2 separate regions of the Mus musculus genome follow, and region 1 is linked to region 2. Evidence: chromatin contacts called from public Micro-C data. All regions are on one chromosome and are shown on one strand. The core of a region is the stretch at or near the end of the contact, and the rest is flanking DNA. Distances in the headings are between cores, read along the strand shown. Region 1 has its middle 14 kb from the start of Esr2. Region 2 overlaps Syne2 (spectrin repeat containing, nuclear envelope 2).

Evidence for each region. A called contact is a pair of places that touch in the nucleus more often than the background predicts.
Region 1: a contact with region 2 is called in a Micro-C map of the G1E-ER4 cell line, with 4 times the contacts expected there. The contact joins two enhancer-like sites. A contact is called at or near these places in 13 of 39 promoter capture datasets (the 3T3-L1 cell line, the HPC-7 cell line, HPC-7-derived erythroid cells and 8 more), 9 of 15 datasets of contacts at CTCF or cohesin (the G1E-ER4 cell line, the NIH/3T3 cell line, embryonic stem cells and 4 more), 155 of 484 Hi-C or Micro-C datasets (the 3T3-L1 cell line, 3T3-L1-derived adipocytes, the AML12 cell line and 82 more), 22 of 115 datasets of contacts at active chromatin or transcription factors (DN3 thymocytes, the NIH/3T3 cell line, PVALB interneurons and 15 more) and 3 of 9 other capture datasets (adipose tissue, embryonic stem cells and pancreatic islet).

What each region holds. Positions count from the first base shown.
Region 1 is chr12:76,189,627-76,193,248 of GRCm38.p6, reverse strand. No RefSeq gene overlaps it. Among named protein-coding and RNA genes, the nearest start is that of Esr2, 14 kb to the right of the region's middle. Within about 2 kb of position 2,133, at least 3 of the 459 cell types and tissues checked have an H3K27ac peak or open chromatin away from gene starts, as enhancers often do. A contact at or near this core is called in the G1E-ER4 cell line, where this site is marked.
Region 2 is chr12:76,011,833-76,015,017 of GRCm38.p6, reverse strand. All of the region lies in intron 65 of Syne2 (spectrin repeat containing, nuclear envelope 2), which reads right to left. Among named protein-coding and RNA genes, the nearest start is that of Mir5101, 100 kb to the right of the region's middle. Within about 2 kb of position 1,342, at least 22 of the 459 cell types and tissues checked have an H3K27ac peak or open chromatin away from gene starts, as enhancers often do. A contact at or near this core is called in the G1E-ER4 cell line, where this site is marked.

The DNA of each region.
Region 1 (3,622 bases), core at 884-3,383, 180 kb before region 2:
TCCCATTCTCTTTGTCTGCGACATTGAAGTGTTCCAGGAGAGCTGCTGGGAAAATGGTCCTTGCCTGCAAAGACACACGAAAGTGGTCATGGTTTCCTGTTGAGCTTGTGAGGGTCACATTCACAGCCATCACGGATGAGCTGCTATGACGGCAGATTGGGATACAGCAAAGGCGGAAGATGGACGGCAGATTTTATGCTGACTGTGAGATCCAGATTAGTCAAATTCAGAGGGTCCTCACAGAGACAGCTCTGTTGCATGTGGCCTTTATTTCACTTTCCATTTTCTCTGCCATGACTTCCTGACCTACAACTAAAAAAAAAAATGTCACCTCTCAGCTGGCAGTGGGTTAATTTGCTCTACCTGCACCAAAATAGTGGGCAGGCCTCTTCTCTTCTCTCTCTGCACTTGCGCGTGCCTGTTTCTTTCTCTCTCCCTCCCCTACTCCCCCTTTTCTACCTGGCGACTTGGGGCCAGTGAACTCACCCACTGAGAGCAGCTTCCCAATAAGCCTGTCCTTTTTTTTTTTTTTTTTTTAAGGGCCCATGACACTTTCTTTTTTTTTTTTTTTTAAATTAGGTATTTTCCTCATTTACATTTCCAATGCTATCCCAAAAGTCCCCCATACCCTCCCCCCAACTCCCCTACCCACCCATTCCCACTTTTTGGCCCTGGCATTCCCCTGTACTGGGGCATATAAAGTTTGCATGACCAATGGGCCTTTTTTTTCCAGTGATGGCCGACTAGGCCATCTTTTGATACATATGCAGCTAGAGTCAAGAGCTCCGGGGTACTGGTTAGTTCATATTGTTGTTCCACCTATAGGGTTGCAGTTCCCTTTAGCTCCTTGGGTACTTTCTCTAGCTCCTCCATTGGGGGCCGTGTGACCCATCCAATAGCTGACTGTGAGCATCCACTTCTGTGTTTGCTAGGCCCTGGCATAGTCTCACAAGAGACAGCTATATCAGGGTCCTTTCAGCAAAATCTTGCTAGTGTATGCAATGGTGTCAGGGTTTGGAGGCTGATTATGGGATGGATCCCTGGATATGGCAATCACTAGATGGTCCATCCTTTCGTCACAGCTCCAAACTTTGTCTCTGTAACTCCTTCCGTGGGTGTTTTGTTCCCAATTCTAAGAAGGGGCAAAGTGTCCACACGTTGGTCTTCGTTCTTCTTGAGTTTCATGTGTTTCGCAAATTGTATCTTATATCTTGGGTATCCTAAGTTTCTGGGCTAATATCCACTTATCAGTGAGAACATACCATGTGAGTTCTTTTGTGATTGGGTCACCTCACTCAGGATGATGCCCTCCAGGTCCAACCATTTAAGCCTGTCTTTAATATAATCTGAGAGAGAGAGAGAAAGAGGGAGAGAGAGAGAGAGAGAGGAGAGAAGAAAAGAAAAGAAAAGAAAAGAAAAGAAAAGAAAAGAAAAGAAAAGAAAAGAAAAAGGAAATAAGCAGGCAAAGAAAACCTCTTTAAAGGCCATTCTCTGGTTTCTTCCAGTATTGTCAACTGCGGAGGCAGGAGGCAGGCAGAAGTGGCAAGTGGCGTCATTCTAGTGTTCGGACCCTCTAGGCTGGGGTTTTATGACCCTTAGCTCTACAGGGTTTCAGATCCTCCTTCCTCTTCAGAGTTTTGTAGCTCTCTGCCTGGGCTCTGAGACTCATTTGTGGCCCTGAAGGCTTGCCTTAGTTGTCTATGCTTTCACGGCTAGCTGCTTATGCCTTTACAGCTCAGCCGTTGCTGGGAGGACTTGAATGTAAGTCACTCTGCCTAACTACCTTGAGTTCTTTTTGAACTGCTCTTAGAGATTAATGAGAAAAGTTACTTTTTTTTTTCAACAAGTCACACTAATTCCAAAGAGATTTAAACCAATAGCTACTCGAACTGGGGCATGGTGGCACACATGTTTAATCATAGCACTCGGGAGGCAGAGGCGGGCAGATCCCCGTGAGTTCGAGGCCGGCCTCACCTACACTGCAAGTTCCAGTCCAGCCAGAGCTTCTATGTGAGACCTTGTCTTAAAAAAGAATCTAGCTAGTCATGTTCTTTCCCATCCACTAGAGGGAGACATGAGTCTGCTTTGTAATGCTTGCCGAGGTTCTAAGTAGAAAGAGCTGAGTCAACTCTACAGCAGCTGGTCCTCTTGTAGACTGTAAGGCCCGGTCCTGAGGTCTCACATAGTAAAGAATATTAAATGTGGCCGGGTGTGGTGGCACACGCCTTTAATCCCAGCACTTGGGAGGCAGAGGCAGGCGAATTTCTGAGTTCGAGGCCAGCCTGGTCTACAGAGTGAGTTCCAGGACAGCCAGGGCTACACAGAAAAACACTGTCTTGGTAAGAAAAAAAAAAAAGAAAAAAAAAATTAAATGTGGAAGGGGAACACACATCAGTACTAGAGAGTGAGCCTGCTACTAAACTCCAGTTCCATGGCTCACCTGTGCTAGGAAACCATCTCTCTCTCTCTCTCTCTCTCTCTCTCTCTCATTCAAAGAGTAATTAAACAGTTTTTAATGTTATTTTTATTGTTTTTTTAAATGTGTATGGGTGTTTTATCTGCATGTATCCCTGTGCACCACTTGCATGCCTTATGCCCATGGAAATCAGAAGTGGGCATTGGATCCCCTGGAATGGGAAGTTCAAGACCAGCCTTGGGCAGCTTAGCAAGCCCTTTCCATCAAAATAAAAAGTGAGGCTGGAAGATGGCTCAGTGGGTAAGACTAAACACCTGAATTATAATCTCTAGCATCTGCATTAAAAAACTGAGCATGGCTGTGTATGCCTGTAATCCCAGCATCGGGAGGCAGACCTTGAGAACCTGTTGGCCAGCCACTAGACTAAACAGTGAGCCCCTGCTCCAGTGAGAGACCCTGGCTCAAGTGACAGAGGAAGAGAGGTGACATCCTGCTTCAGCTCTGACACTCATGCACAGATATGTGTACTTGCAGACTCAGGTGCTTGCAACACACACACACACACTCACACTCACACACACACACACACACTCGCACACACACTCACACACACACACACTCACACACACTCACACACACACACACACTCACACACACACACTCACACACACACTCACACTCTCACACAAACTCACACACACACTCACACACTCACACTCACACACACACTCACACACACTCACACACACACTCACACACACACTCACACACTCACTCACACACACTCACACACACACTCACATACACACACACTCACACTCACACACACACACACTCGCACACACACTCACACACACACTCACACACACACACACTCACACACACACACACTCACACACACACTCACACTCACACACACTCACACACACTCACACACACACTCACACACTCACACTTACACACACACTCACACACACACTCACACACTCACTCACACACACACTCACACACACTCACATACACACACACTCACACACACACACACTCACACACACACACTCACACTCACACACACTCACACACACACTCACACACACACTCACACTCACACACACACTCACACACACTCACACACACACACTCACACACACACTCACATACACACACTCACATACACACTCACTCACACTCACACACACTCACACA
Region 2 (3,185 bases), core at 93-2,592:
ACAATATGCTGGAATCTGCCGCCCGATTGTAACATCTTCCCAAGTAGCAAGATTGCACTTTAGTTTCTCTTTACCCATCTAAATTCTCTGTTAAAAACAGGTTGGGGCAAGTAATGAACTTCCTGGAGCAATAAAGAATGTTTTCTCCATTCCCCGAGAGGGGGGAAAAATCCCTAAACTGGCTTTTGCTTTTTCAGAAGTGGAGTTAAGAACCGACTGCTTTGGTGTGAAGTTTGAATTAAGTGTGACATATTTTCAATGTATTGAGGCAACTAGATATCTTACCAATACAAAAGCAAACTTTCTCCCAGAGAGAAGATGCAACTGAACTATTCCACACTTACGGATTTATTTGTTTCAACATGGAGGTAGGGATTGGTTTTAACGTGATAGTCTTGCCTGACACTATAGGACCCGCCCTCTCCCAGGATATGCAGAGAGGACACTGTCTCTTCTGGAAAATCCCTTCAGACATAGGGCTTAGCATTCTGATCTGTACAAATACTGGTCTCCATGTGCGAATTAGAATTAAAATGAATTCCAACATTTCCCACTTTAAGATTGTGCGCAAACTTGTTAACAAAGCACGGTTGAGACAAACAACACGCTTCTAACAGGAGTTGCTTACAAACATACATCCTACCTCAAAAAATATAACCTCCGAGGGGTTAGATTCTTCCTGACTACCTACTACTTTACATGTCTGCTCTTTTCCAGTAAAAGGCTATTTCTTAGGCTTGGGTATCCTCAATGGGAGGATATTTGCCTGGTTGGGTAAGAGGCCCTGAGTTTGATCCTAGCATCCCCAAGCCCCAAAAGCAATAATGACAACCCAACAAACAAAACCAACAAACTGTCTGCCCTCATCCACCCAATTTTATAGTTTTCTTCAAGGCTGGCATTCTCTGCTCCCCCAGTGTTTTCCCTGAGCCTCACACACCGCTCCGCCCACCCTGGCTCCACAGGTCTCAGTGGTCACTGTTAAGGTAAACAGTCATTGGGACTACTGTCAGGCATTGATTTCTAGCCTGACTAGTTATATAAATAAGTGATTAGCTATTTCCAAGTTTTGGATATGACTATACCTTAGTAGCAAAGATTGTGTGGCCTTTTTTTCTGTTATCTGACATCATCAGTTATAATAGTAAGTGGTTAATCTGTAATAACTAATTTATCACCTGTCTTAATTTATTCTAGATTTTTATTTGACTACCTCTGGCAGGTCATGTACATATAGTTTTAAGTGCCAGTACTTAGCCATTCTGCTTTCTTACTACCACACTTCAGGAGGAAATGAGCAAGCTGGGTGACTAATCCGCCCTTTATTTAAACCTGAAAAGAATCCAAAGGGGGTGGGGGTGGAGGAAAAAACAATTATGTGCAACCTTAGAAGAGCTCAAAGTGGCCTCAGGATGCCCAGGATTCTCGGGGTGTACAGCTCGCTCCCCACCCTACTTTTTTTTTTTGGCAGTTCCGCACTCCAGAGACAGGAGTCAGTTCTAGCTTCCCATGCCACCAAAGTGCATTAGGCCTGGACATAGGCTATTAGCACAGGGGCTCCGGCTCTGTGATCTTTAAATCAGGAGTTCCCAGTAACTTCCTAAACAACAACCCTGCTTATATAGACCCTGCTTGCCCTAAATCCTGAGGGCAGAAATCATTTCAGTCCATGTTTTACAAACTGCAGATTTTGTGTGTGTGGGTGTGGGTGGGTGGTGGTGGTTTAAAAAGTGTTACCACGAGCCAGGTGTGGTGGCACACCCCTTTAATCCCAGCACTCGGGAGGCAGAGGCAGGCGGATTTCTGAGTTTGAGGCCAGCCTGGTCTATAAAGTGAGTTCCAGGACAGCCAGGGCTACACAGAGAAACCCTGTCTCGAAAAACCAAAAAAAAAAAAAAAAAAAAAAAGGGGTGTTACCACAAGTGTTTGCTGCTACATAAAAATCTGTCTGGTCTCTCATAAGGAAACTAAAGATTCTATCTTTTATTGATATTACTTATCCTTGATGACTGCTGTGCCATGCTTGGCGTAATACAAGACCAGTTCCTCACCACAACCTCTCTAGCCCCCATGTACAGATGTGCAAACTCAGGCGTAGCTTTGAGAGCCTGTTCAAACTGCTGAAGCCAATGCTGGTAAGTAGAACCCTAACTCGGTCCCTTATTTTACTAAGGTTTGCCATCTATAAATCCATATTTTCCCAGCCTCACAAACTCTCTGGCATCCATGTTAGACATCTGCTTTCGCGTGTCACTGATCTAAAAGAAAACCCCGGCTTCTTGAACTATAGTTGTTGTGACCCTCGATGAAGTCCCAGAGCTGAACGTCCACGTTAAGAAAAACCCTCCAACAGTAAAAGGTTTCTAAACATAAAACTACCAAAAAAAGAAAAAAAAAATCAAACACAGAACAACAAAAAAAATCAAACATAAAATGAGGCCGGGGGATGACTCGGTGGGTAAAGATGCTTGCCTCACAAGCATGAGGACCTGGGTCTGACCCCCAAGATCCACATAAAAAGCTGCATGCAGCAGTGTGGATATGTAATCCCAGCACACTAGGGAGAGCCGGCAGGCAGGACAGGACTGCCAGGAAGCTAGGCTGGAGTGGGCAGCAGAGCAGCAGATGCAAGAGACTAGCTTCAACAATGCAGACGCTGGGCAACTCCTGGCAGAGAATGTCTCTGTACTTCTCAGTAAACTTCAATCCCTTGGCTTTAAACAAACAAGAACAAACAAACGAGGAAGGCAGGAACCAAGTCTCAGAAACTGCCCTGTTGTTTCCACGTATGCGCCTTGGAATGCATGTTGCCCATGCATTGCAGTACATGGTTCAGATGCCTTGGATCTGAACACGCAACGTGCACTTTCTAATGTGCATGTCTGCACCATACGGAACAGCAACATATGCTCTTAAAACACCCAGATTCAATACCACAGAATGATATAAAGTCCTTATTTTTACTGTACAACCGACTTTTTCTGATCTTAAAAAAAAAGGCCGGGCAGTGGTGGCACACGCCTTTAATCCCAGCACTTGGGAGACAGAGGCAGGCAGATTTCTGAGTTCGAGGCCAGTCTGGTCTACAGAGTGAGTTCCAGGACAGCCAGGGCTACACAGAGAAACCCTGTCTTCAAACGCCCCCCCCCCAAAAAAAAAGGGACCGGTTTATGAACCAGAACTCC